3 separate regions of the Hordeum vulgare genome follow, and regions 1 and 2 are each linked to region 3. A link is a contact called in public Hi-C data. All regions are on one chromosome and are shown on one strand. The core of a region is the stretch at or near the end of the contact, and the rest is flanking DNA. Distances in the headings are between cores, read along the strand shown.

What was found. Hi-C and Micro-C count contacts between places; a contact is called where the count stands out from the background.
Region 1: a Hi-C map of leaf shows a contact between it and region 3, with 8 times the contacts expected there. The contact joins two enhancer-like sites. A contact is called at or near these places in 3 of 6 Hi-C or Micro-C datasets (leaf and seedling).
Region 2: a contact with region 3 is called in a Hi-C map of leaf, with 2.6 times the contacts expected there. The contact joins two enhancer-like sites. A contact is called at or near these places in 3 of 6 Hi-C or Micro-C datasets (leaf and seedling).

What each region holds. Positions count from the first base shown.
Region 1 is chr2H:225,384,823-225,389,226 of MorexV3_pseudomolecules_assembly, forward strand. No RefSeq gene overlaps it. Among protein-coding and RNA genes, the nearest start is that of LOC123433806, 74 kb to the right of the region's middle. Within about 2 kb of position 3,064, at least 3 of the 3 cell types and tissues checked have open chromatin away from gene starts, as enhancers often do. A contact at or near this core is called in leaf and seedling, where this site is marked.
Region 2 is chr2H:225,501,720-225,505,959 of MorexV3_pseudomolecules_assembly, forward strand. No RefSeq gene overlaps it. Among protein-coding and RNA genes, the nearest start is that of LOC123433800, 42 kb to the left of the region's middle. Within about 2 kb of position 2,967, at least 2 of the 3 cell types and tissues checked have open chromatin away from gene starts, as enhancers often do. A contact at or near this core is called in leaf, where this site is marked.
Region 3 is chr2H:226,021,175-226,025,273 of MorexV3_pseudomolecules_assembly, forward strand. All of the region lies in intron 14 of LOC123425940 (mitotic checkpoint serine/threonine-protein kinase BUB1), which reads right to left. Among protein-coding and RNA genes, the nearest start is that of LOC123425940, 18 kb to the right of the region's middle. Within about 2 kb of position 1,362, at least 3 of the 3 cell types and tissues checked have open chromatin away from gene starts, as enhancers often do. A contact at or near this core is called in leaf and seedling, where this site is marked.

The DNA.
Region 1 (4,404 bases), core at 1,814-4,313, 630 kb before region 3:
CCCAGGCAGGAGGCCTCGCCTCGATCGATCGTGTTTCTTTTGTGCTAGCCTTCTCTAAGGCACCCCATGTTTTATGTCTGTACTCAGATATTTGTTGCTTCCGCTGACTCGTGTGCTTCTCGAGCTTCTGATTAGCCCTCGAGGCTCGTGGCTTGTAATATGAAGCTTGTATTATTTTATTTGTGTCTAGAGTTTTGTTGTGATATCTTCCCGTGAGTCCTTGGGTTTGATCGTACACATTTGCGTGTATGACTAGCGTACGATTAAATCGAGGGTGTCACAACGGCAAAGACCTCCTTTGCCGTCAGCCAGCAAACGACAAAGAACTGATGGATGGCAAATTCTCTGATTCGAGTAATGAAAGATATAAGTGAAGCAGATGAGCATAAAATGCCTTGACTCAAAACATATTAGTAAAGCATAATGAACATTCTAATAAATCTCAATGAATAATCACAATCACATAACTGAACATGAGGAGTGCTAGACACCCTAAAACTGATGGTGTGGGGGAAATAGTAAAACAATTTCTGGAAACCTATCTTAGATGTTTTATCCATTATTGTCGTATCAAGTGGTACAATTGGCTATCAGTTGTTGAGTTCTGGTACAATACCACATACCAATCTACTATGAAAAACACTCCTGTTTACGGAGTTATATGGGAGAACACCAAGGCAATTGGGCATCTCTGCTCTGGAACCAACTATTATTCCTGAACTGCCTGAGTGGATGAAAACAAGATCTGGTGTGAATGATGTCGTACAAAACTAGATACGTAGACCATGTTTGAGAATGAAAGCTCAAGACGACAATGGGAGGATGGAAACGGAGTTTGGGGTGAGAGATGGAGTGTATATGACGCTTCAACCATATGTCCAAATCACAATGGCTAGAAGTACAAACCGGAAGTTTTAATTCAAGTATTTTGGAGCATTTGAAGTTCTGCAGAAACTTGGGACAGTGGCATACAAATTGAAGTTGCATTCGGCAAGTAAAATACATCCACTGGTGCATGTCTCCGTTCTCAAGAAATGTGTAGTCCAAATCCTCAAATTTGACAAACTCTCTAGGATATATGATGGGATCCTGATACTTTTGTTGTTTTCTTAAAGTTATTATGAGACAAGGCTAATAAAGATGGCAAATGGCACTCATCCTCACGTGTTGATCAAATAGACAGGTATGCCAGAACATATGTCTACTTCGGAATCATTAACTGACATGTCAGAACAATTCCCAAACACACTTGCTCAAGGTCAAGCCAGTTCTCAAGAAGAGCATGTCATGCTCCGAGTGACATCTACCAGGAAGCACGGGCGGACCCACGTTGGGCTGTGTGGGGGTCGCGCCCCCAGTCAATTTATATTTTTACTACTATGAAACTCAATATTTTAATAGTCGGCCCCCCAATTAGCCAAATATTATTACCCCGAGTCACTTGGGCCCCCGCTGGATTCTTGGGCTGGGTCCTCCCTTGCCAGGAGGGCCCAAGAACCAAAACTCCTCAACCTCTTAGATGCGGTACAAAGAGCAAGGAGGCCCACACACCAGGACTAAAGGAAGTATCGGGCCCTCTTCATACGGAGGAGCATACCAATGGCTACCTTCTTGTAGTACATGACATAGGTGGAGAAGCATTGGTGAACAGAATTATCATTTGCACCTGCGTGTGTTCTCCTCCTTTTTCTGTTTGGAACCCTAGATCCGCTTTTATTTTCGAGTGATCATTTATGAGACATGTATTACCGACCAAAATTTTGTAAATTTGGTCAAATTTTACGAGCTTTAACTTTAAGCAAATCTTGACCTACGCTCTCTGGCTTGTCCACATCCAAGAATGTGAATGAGTCACATAGAGACGTACGTAGAGTCGCCCCAAAAAGAAACGCAAAAATGCTAGACGTACCCTTTATTTTTACAGAAAGTTAGGGGGTGTTTGTTTAGAGGGATTCTTTGGTGTAGGGATTAAAAAAAGTCCCTTTTAGACCCATCTAAACCGAACATGAGGGACTTTTAGGACTAAAAGTGAGCATCTGAGACTAAAAAAAGAAGTCCCTAAGGAAGAGTCTTTTTGGAACTTTTTCCAACAGTGCCCTGCTTTTAGCAGGTCATTTAATAACCTCTAGTTCATTAGTAGCGGTAACATGATCTTTTAGAATGTCATATAATAATCTCTAATCCATGTTTAGTCCCTGGAACCAAACAGGTAGTGACTAGAGATTTTTTGGTTGAGACTAAAAAAATCTTAGTACTTTTAAAACAAACATGGCTTTATAGACCAACCCTTCTCCCCTCATTAATGTTCCCCTCTGATTTTCAGGGTGGGACCGGCCTCATCTAATCAGTAATTAAAATAACCCAGCTCAGCCTTGTCCGTAGAAGTCCTGTAAGCATCCGTAGTTGTAGCAAAGCTCAAAGAAACGTACAGTGGAGCGCGTACGTACAGTGATGCATGCGCGCGTGGCACACAATCCGTGGGCACTCGTTACTGGTGACTGGGCAGGCAGCGCGCGACCAACCGACCGCACATTGGCGATGAGTGAGGGAGAGAAGGACCAGCCGGCCGGCCGGCCTAGCTATGACGCTGTAGCGGCTAGCCAGCACGCGTGGCTCTGGTCAGGTGCGCCCAAACTCGTCCCACGAATGTTGCCGCGCACCCCGGTAATTGTGCTTTTGTGCGTGCGTAGTTTCATTCCATTCCATTCTGCCGCGGCGTAGCATACGTACGTGGCCGGATTGATTGGTCATAAGACAATATTATTACTGGACTAGGGGCATCGAGTACGGCACGGCACGGCACGGCAGATGGAGACAGCATGGAGCGTGTCGTGTGCGTGTCTTTGTTCGGAAGGAACGGATCAGTGGTGGAGCGGCACGCGACTCCATATCCATATGATATGTAATCGGGTCGGAGACGAGGAAATTCCGGAGATGGCAACAGGCCAAGGTCCGGCAAGGGATGAATGGAGAGGAGAGGAGAGGAGAGGAGACGCATGGTGGACTGGGGTTGTCGGTCAAAACCCGCGTGGAGATGCCTGCCTCCGTCGCGCTTTTTAGTGGTCTCCACGCGCCACCCACCTCCACTAGCGCGCGTCCGTTTCCCACGCCGCGCCCGCGCGCACTTGGCCGCTAGACTGCGCCGCGCGTGTAGAATTCGATTTCCCTCTCCCTCTTCCTCGCAACAAAGAGAGACGGGACTTGCTTGGGCTCTCCCTCTTTAAATATATACTGCGCCAAAGGCGTATGTACGTGGAACACGTACGTACGCACGAAAAATGGATGGACGAAACTTGGTTCTTGGCCAATGGAAACGACAAAGGCAAAATATATTCTCAGATGGACAGCGCGACGACAATGATCTCAGTCTTTCCAACTTGCTACACATCCGACTACTCTACTAGTACTATATAGCTAGAGTTGTGAGTGACTCCGCCCACATCCATCGATCCTTTGCTTCATATTCCATTTTCGTGGCATCACGGCGACACACATACACATGCTCTCACGATCCATCATACTAGTACTATCTCATAATCTCATCGCCCATAGACCGTAGCCACACATGCCAACCACGACACGATGGCTACGTACACAGGCTAGCTGGTTATTATTAATTAATCCGGTTGATTAGTCACTTGTCTCTATCATTTAGCATCGCGTGACACCAATACTTGTCGCCATGTGCTATACCTAACCTATGGTGCCGTTACGTGGTCTCACGTGCTTATGCTCATGCTTATATGTATGTACACTATAAACCCTACTCCCAATTGCAACGTACTAGTACGTCTGGCCACTGCTCCTAATTACCGCACAACAGTTTCGAGTACCGTATGTACTGGGCGAACCCACCCCGACCAGATTAACAATGTACCTCTACACTACCTACACTAGTTTTGAGTAGGCAGCTAGGGGCACATCGCCTCTCGGTGCCCCCAAAATCGTAAGGCAAATAGCTCGCTTAGGGATAGGTTGGGTCCGGCGCCCCGCGCGATCCAGTTGTCTGACCGTCTCCGGTACCCTCCTCCACCACCTACGGCCATGGCTCCGTCGGCTCCATCCATGCGCTGCCACCTCGACCCTTCTCGGCGCCCCACGAAGAGCCGCTCCACCACGGTGCTCTCCCCTGCTCTGGATCAGGCCGTGTTCTTCCTCCGCAGCCACGCCGTGATGCTTTCCGCAGCTGATGGGGTCAACGTCTCCTCGCCGATGGCTGTGGGAAAGGCTCTGGAGGCCCAGCTCTCCGTGCCAGTGCACTCCTTGCGGGTCACGGCTCACCACCTCGAGCATTTCTTCGTCACCTTCACGCAGCCAGCTCACCAGGTGAACGCCGTGCGCCGGGGCTCCATCCGTGTCGACGGCGCCTGCTTGAACATCAGCCCGTGGCACGAGCACGACCTC
Region 2 (4,240 bases), core at 1,717-4,216, 520 kb before region 3:
TGATGAGAACGTAACGGAGAACATTCCTCAACTCAACGAGGAAGAGAATGAGGTAGTGTCACCCCCATTTATAGAGAAAGAGATGGTTGAAGCAATTATGCAAATGAAGCAAAACAAGGCCCCGGGACCAGAATGGGTTCCCACCTGAGTTTTATAAGAGGTTTTGGCATATTATTAAAGATGATCTAGTGCCCATGATCCATGACTTGTTTAACGGACAACTATAATTATTTCACTTACATTTTAGAACAATTACATTACTACCAAAGAAGGAGGGAGCCATTTGGATAGAACAATTAAGGCCAATTTGCATGCTGAACGTGAGCTTTAAGAGTTTTACTATAGTTGCCACGAATAGGCTGTCGTGGATAGCCCATTCGATTGTACAACACACGCATACGACGTTCATGCCGGGTAGACACATCCTAGAGGGGGTTGTTGTACTACACGAGACACTTCATGAAATCCACTCCAAGAAACTCGATGGAGTTATCTTCAAGGTGGATTCTGAAAAAGCATACGATAAAGTTAAATGGCCTTTCGTCCAACAAGCATTACGAATGAAAGGACTCAATGAGGCTTGGAGGACCCAGGTGGATTCCTTTCTTAAGAATGGTAGTGTCGGGATTAAGACAGGGGGATTTGATGTTCCCGATCTTATTCAACATTGTAATTGATATACTTACAGTTCTCATAGGCCGTGCTAAAGAGGGCGATCTAGTAGGAGGGCTAGTTCCACATCTTGTGGATGGGGTGGTGGTGTCCATCCTACAATATGCGGAAGATATGATTCTTTTCATGGAATATGATCTTGAGAAAGCTAGAAATATGAAGTTGATATTATGTCTCTTTGAACAGTTATGGGGCCGGGGCTCAAATTAATTTGTAAAAATAGTGAATTGTTCTTCTTTGGACGCGCCAAGGAAGAACAAGATACATACAAGCAATTAATCGGATATGAGATGGGTTCTCTCCCATTTAGTTACTTGGGCATCCACCGCCGGAAACTCACTAATAAGGAATGGAAGAGTATAGAGGATCGGTTTAAAAAATGACTACTTTGCTGGAAGGGTAGGCTTATGTCTTATGGAGGGCGGCTAGTGTTAATAAATTCGGTATTAACAAGTTTGCCTATATTTTTATTATCATTCTTTGAAGTTCCAGTGGGGGTATGGAAAAGAGTAGATTTCTATCGATCCAGTTTTTTTTGTCAAAGTGATGATAGTAAAACGAAATATAGATTGGCTAAATGGGAGATGATGTGTAGACCCAAAAAGTAGGTTAGGGATCGAGAATTTACAAATTAAAAATAAATGTCTACTGAGCAAATGTCTATATAGATTATGAGTGGAGACAGAAGGTACATGGGGTACAAATTCTGCACAATAAGTACCTACAATCTAAAATCTTGTCTCAAGTTATGGTGAAACCTTTAGATTCACCATTCTGGAAAGGTTAATGAAAACAAAGGAAGCTTTTTTCCACAAGGTGAAGTTTCACATTGGGAATGGTAACAAAACCAGGTTTTGGGAACATACGTGGTTAGGAGAGACGCCTCTAGCCATACAATATCCGGCTTTATATGATATTATACAACGTAAAGATGCTTTTGTTGCTACAATTATGCAAACAGTTCCTTTTAAAATTCAATTTAGGATATCTTTGGTGGCCGAACGTTGGAATGCGTGGCTCCTTCTAGTCCGTCGATTGATGGAAGTTCATCTGTCGGGCCAACCAGGCACAATTCATTGGAAATTAACTACAAGTGGTAGGTCCTCCGTGAAATCAATGTAAGTGGACCTTATCAATGTCAGAATAATACCTACTTTCTCCACACATTTGGAAAATTAAAGTAGCACTCAAGATTAAGATTTTCATGTGGTTTGTCCATAAAGGAGTGATACTTACGAAGGATGACTTGGTTAAACGAATATGGGTAGGTAATACTAAATGCTGCTTTTGTGATCATAATGAGACTATTAAACACCTTTCTCGAGTGCCCTTTGGCAAGACTTCTATGACATACTATTCATATAGCTTTTAACATTACTCTTCCAACGAGTATGAACACGTTATTTAGGACGTGGCTCAATGCAGTAGACCTCATCACAACTAGATACATTCGAATAGGAATTTGTGACATGCTTTGGGCTATATTGAATTGGAGAAATGATATGATATTTAACAAGAAGAAATTCAACAATTTTTTCTAGGTCATCTACAGAGCTACTGCTTGAATCCGTATGTGGTCGTTACTCACGCCTGAGGAGTCCAAGAAGATTATGGTTATTCGGTGCAGCCAGTGAGAGATGATAGCACCGGATAAATTCATTTGATATGAATGGCGGCATACTAATAGGCTACGTGTTTAGTCATCGTAGTCTATCTTTATCCTGCTAGTGGTGGCATGTCATTTTCCTTATTTTCGTGAGATCTTGTTAGACCCTTTAGGATTGCACTTATTTTGAACAACTTTGTTAATAAAGTGGCTGCATGCATCATCATGATGCGGAGGCCGGAGGTAACTTTCCTTTAAAAACATATAGTTCAACTATTCACAGAGTTGTAGAAGACATGTAAATATAAATTATCAAGCTAAACAAACTAAGTATGCTTGTTGTCTATTCGGTGGGTCGACCACAAAGTTTTGAATATCTCATAGTGTAAAAATATCGATACAAGGACAGCGACCGGTGACATGCTAACAATTTTTTAAATTTCACTATCAGATGGGCTTTACAATAATATGGAAAACAAATCACACAAACATTCCTTCCTAATGCATATTTTAGTGATGTAAGTACATTAATTAATTAGGGGACAGCCAAATCTATTTGACAAGGCCCAGTGATATCGACGCGTCATCATCGCCATTTTTTTTTCGCCGGGAATCATCCCCACCATGTTGCAAGGCAAAGAAAATAGATGGCCCAAAGGAGCGGATTCGTTCCTGCTGCCAAGAATCTCACACGCATCCCTAAGCTCATATACTCATCCTCATGCATGCCACGGCATATATAATTGGGTGCTTGCATGCGTCACATGGAATGCCAACTCCATCCATGGCCTAATGATGAAACAAAGATGCCCTAGATAAAAAGAAATCAAGAACCTGTCACTCAGTGGGCACCAGATCTACGAGTAGGATGGCTAATTCAGCTACTATGAAACACACACACACATACACACACACATGCATGCATGCATGTGTCTTGCTAAATATTAGAGGTGATCAGTGTAGAATACTAATATGTGATTATAATCTTTCAGGAATTTGTAGAGAGGGAAGGAGGGAGGGAGAGGGGGTAGCTACTAACCAGGCTTTTGTTAAGGGACCCTGCTCTGAGATTTTGATCTGGACCGCTGTCTCTGGGTTTGCTTCCTGAAGAAGGATGCCCTGTCTACCAATTATGGGCAGGGTTACATGGCCTCTTGGTCAGCATGCATGTTGAGTTGTGTGTTTGGTTAAGCGTGATCTGTTCTTGTCTCCTTGCACTTTCTATCATTCTTGTGTTATTCATGGCTACTATTCATTCTTCTATTATTCATGGTCTAGCTTTGCCAATGCACAAATTGAGGAATTACACGCTCCTTTACTTTTGTACTCGTAATAAGTAAACAGAAGTTACACATCCTTTATTTTTGTAATAACAAGATTAATCAAATCTTTAAAATCCAAACGTGTTGATCGATTTATGATCTCTAAAGTAGGGATATCATCTCCCAATTAAGAGTTCGGCACCAAGCCTTTTTATCGCCCACGTCTGATACTGATATGGCACCGACGGGCAAACATATAGAATGCATCTTCATTCAATCGATTAAGAAAGTACATTCTTGTCTCTTAGTTGTCGTCAAATATAGTGGCATGGGCGTTTGGTAGCATTTTTCATTTGATGATTCATATCTGACCTAAATATAAGACGGATATAGGGTGGTTTGAACACACTCGGACGCGTTCGCGTGACAAGCGCGACCCACCACCGACCCCACGGTTGTCCTAAAAAAATATCCATCCGCCTCATCACTCTGAAACCCTAGCTCACTCACTCTCCTCTCTCGCTACATCATCTCCTCTCCCGCATCGATTCCGATCGAATCCGGCCAATGTCGAGCTCCGGCAGCTGCTGTGAATCTAACATGGATCCGTACTACGAGCTTGCCATCCGCATCGCGCCTTGGAGCGGTCCAAGGTGGAGTCCGGGGCCAGCTCCGAATCTGTAGGCTCGCCGCTTCCCTG
Region 3 (4,099 bases), core at 112-2,611:
CTGACTGTACCTTATTGTACTTGCTCTAAGGAGATGGACAATTCGCTTTAAAACCGGCTTGCGCAGTCAGCAATCTGTTAACTGTTTCCATCAAATTAAGAATCGCTGCCCTGTCATTGGGACTTGGTCGTACGTCAAGCCTCTGTCGACGAAACTGAAAGCTACTCCGTATATGATTTTAGCTTGCAGAGGAGGAGGAGGGAGGGGTGGCTGCATAGGCCGCAAGCAGGTGTATACACAAAGAGGAGCTAGCTAGCGTTATAGTGTGGGACGTATGAACGTACGTGCTGTACGTACGTTTTGCATTCGCGATCACGCAGGCGCGGGAAGGAAGAGTCGGTGTCACTGATTAATGGCAGTGCCCTATATATCCAGGCCAAAACATTGGCCGCGCGCGCATCCACAAAACCGGCGGAGGAAGGGGCCGCCCACTGGATCTACTTAGCTAGCTTACGGACTCGTTTGGTTCAGAAAGATTGAGAAGGTTTTAAGAGAAAAATCCCCAGAAGGGCAAGAAACCCCACAGGTCCTCGGACGCCCATTTGGCAGGAAAGGTTTGCTTAGCCCAATCCCCTCCGTTCCCCTTCAATCTCTTCATATCCATGCGTTTTAAAACCCTCTTCGAAAGACTAGTGAAAGCAAAGCCTCGGGGATTTGAAAGTATTGTGTGAAACAAAGGAATTCACACAATCCCCTGAAATCCCTCCCTCTCAAAACAAAGGGATTCATCCAATCCCTTAAAATTCCTTGAACAAACCAGGCCTACATGACGGCCTCGAGAACGACAGGTCGACCGAGCTTCCGAGGACGGACGTACGTAGGCATCCACGTTGAGTAGTGCAGGACCACATGATGGATGGAACTACGTCTCGCGAGCACCACTACGATGATTGCCGGGCCGGTTGACGATGAGGAACGTCTGGTGCAAAGTGCGACCACGCGCTGCCTGGGCTGGGCGCAGTATGGACAGAGATAGAGACAGGGAAGCCAATCCATGGCCTCTTTCTTGCTATCTAATGCTTGGCCACCCGTCGGAGGTCGTCGGACGGTGCAAATAAAGCTCCCGGTCAGTTAGGCCTCGGGCGAGGCATTTGACCACGCGTCCACGCTACATTCTTTGTCCTCTACGATAACCGGCTAAAAACTGAAGGCCCTACGTGTGTACAGTACTAATTCCCACTGCACTAGGCCAGTAACTCGACCCAAGAACACGGTATATGCCAGAGCGGATCCGTCCATCCTAGTCCTAGCGCACAAACACACAGTGGCCGGCCACCGCGCAGGCCTTAGGTTAGGACCACGCGTGCATGCATGCATGGGCGGTGGATCACGGTGTCAACGACAGGTCGGTCCATGGCCCCGCCATATGCATGCATGGAGGCGTGCAAGTAGAGAGGCAGATACAGGTCGGTAGGTAGGTCGGTAGGTTGGTAGGTTGGTAGCTGCATAGCGTCAGTCAGTCAGTCAGTCCGTCCGTCATTCATCAGGATCAGGGGCCAACCATGTTTTGGGTCCGGCCAAAACCTCCACCGTCGATCGCCACAAGCGGCTGGCCGGCCGGCCGGTGAGGTTTCAGAGGTCAGAACAGGGAGGAGAGCGACAGGTCCTCATGAGGGCCCAGGGCTAGCTAACTGCATGCATGCATCCTCACACATATAGGAGTAGATCTGCTGCCTTAGAGCGCATCTCTAGTGGATGGTGTATATGGAAGTGGATGGTAAATATACACGATGCAAACTGAAAAATGCTTTCCAGTGAATCGTGTATACGGACGTGCAAGTTTTACACGTCCATCCACGAGGCTACTCCTCATGAAAATAAACATGCCTCGGCCATGCATGGTATTTGAATATGAGTCTACATACGAATCAAAATAAATAAATCTATATTTAAAATATGTCTATATACATCCGTATGTAGTTTCTTTAGTAAAACCTCTTAAAGAGGTATATTTAGGAACGGAGGGAGTAAATACGTACTCGATCTTGGCTTGATCCGCCGCACGCATCTGCTTAGCGTGCTGAGCTACTCACCAGCCATCATGCATCGCATCGCATGTTATGCTACCGTACCGTTGATCCTGTGGTTGAAGAAAATGCATGGCTGGGACCAGGGATCTAATTATGAGTTGCACTAGGGCCGGTCTCTTCACGCATGCGCATTATTAGGGCGGTAATGCTGGAGTTAATCAGTGGATTAAGGTTGACTGACTCTCTTTCTTTTTTTTTTTTTTTTGAACCTAGGCTGACTGACTCTTGTTGCCAAAGAACCTGGCTGAAGAAGGAGCGGATTCATGTTTCAAGTGTCGATTTGACAGTTGTTTCAGACTGGAGGCAGATTATCATTACTGTTGATAAATGTTAACTACCCCTTGTAAAGCTCCTGAAAACTCCTGTTAAGAGCCATACACTAGCTGACCAACTACGAACCTAGTTTTTTCTTTTTTTGCGGGGTACAAATCTAGTTCTTTGATCTACCTCGGTCATCCGGTGATCGACATCTGACCTTCGGTCATGGGTCATATGCATCACCATAACCCTTCGTTAATGAAAAAAAAATCCTACAGCAACAAGGCTGCCGATAGTTAAGCGAAACAATGTGGAGATTCGCTAATCCAGTCTATGGAACATGTTGCATGTAACTAGCTGAAATGTGTTTTGAAATTGGTTGCCAAAATACTGAAAAATTGTTGCAAGTAGGTAAGATACAGGTCCATCTTACAATAATCTTGTATCACATTCACATGTACAGGCATACCATAACCGGGTCCAAGTCTTACAAGTCTGACGCCGAGGAGGACCAAAGCTAGCTGCATGACCTGCCAAGATAGTGCAAGACCCAAGACAGATCCCTGCACCTAATCCAGGGCCTCGACCTGACAAAGCGCTGGATATTATGTCGCCCCAGAACGCTGCACTGCGGACAGAAGCAGGGACCAGGGCACTCGGGCCAACTCCACCGCACGATCCTAAACGGACGTCTCGTTTGGTCTGATTTTGTCCGTTTATGATGATAATGGGTTCGCCCATGTCCGTTTCTGTCAGTTGGATGCGCCCATCGCACGGCCGCACCCCAAATCATGTTCGTGTTGGACTTGATTTTTAAAAAAACTTAACTAAAAATAAATAAACTTAGTTTAAAAGCTTAAAACATAATAAAATTAACATAAAGGCCTAGTTTTCACGGTCACAAAACGGCCCAGTTTTTGACATAATTAACATTAAGAAAAGTAGTCCGCCCGTCGTTGTCGTCGTCGTCGTCTTCACTGGTCGCCGGTGTCGTCGTCGTCGCCGTCGCTGACGAGGTCGACGTAGGGCGGCGGCGTCCAGAGGTGGGCCGGCGGTCTTTGGTGCGCGGGGGCGTGCTGGCGAGGCGAGGCCTCCCGCTCCGGTGACCGCGGCGGCGTGGGGCACCAGTTCACGGCCCCCACTGCCTGCGCCATCTCCGGCGCGGTGCACGACCAGACCCACGACGCGCCAACGGGCTCCGGCGGAAACGCGGCCACCTCCTCCTCCTTCATCGGCTCGAGGATGCCGACGTCACCGACCGCAGAGAGAGCCATGGCGCGGTCCAGGCCCGGCCATTGACGCTCATCATGCGTCGCCATGGAGTCCTCCATGACGCGCTGAATGAGCCAGACCTCCTCCTCCTCCGTCATGCGAGGAGGTGACGGAGACGGCGAAGGCGACGGCGTGGGCGTGAGGCCGCGCACCCGTGTAAGCCTGCGCACCTCCCGTGCCCGCCGCGGCCCCGCGACCGTCCCGGCGAAGTACGAGGCACGACGCACGTCGTGCTCGTCCCAGAGGGTGCTGTCGGCGGCGTACCTCGGGTCGTAGTATAGGTCGTCGGGGAGGAGGCGGCGACGGCGCTCGATCTCCTTGCGGCGCGCACGGCCGCTCGTCGGCACCGGAGGGATGGGAACGCGGTCGGCGAAGAGATGCCACGCGTTGGGGAGGTGGACATCACTCCACGAGACCGGCGTCCTCGTCTCCCACTAGCGCCGGCAGACCTCAACGCTGAGGTACTACCGGTCGCGATGGCCGACGGCGGGCCTGTGAGCGATGAAGAAGGGAGACGCGGCCTGGCGCGGTGGCGATGC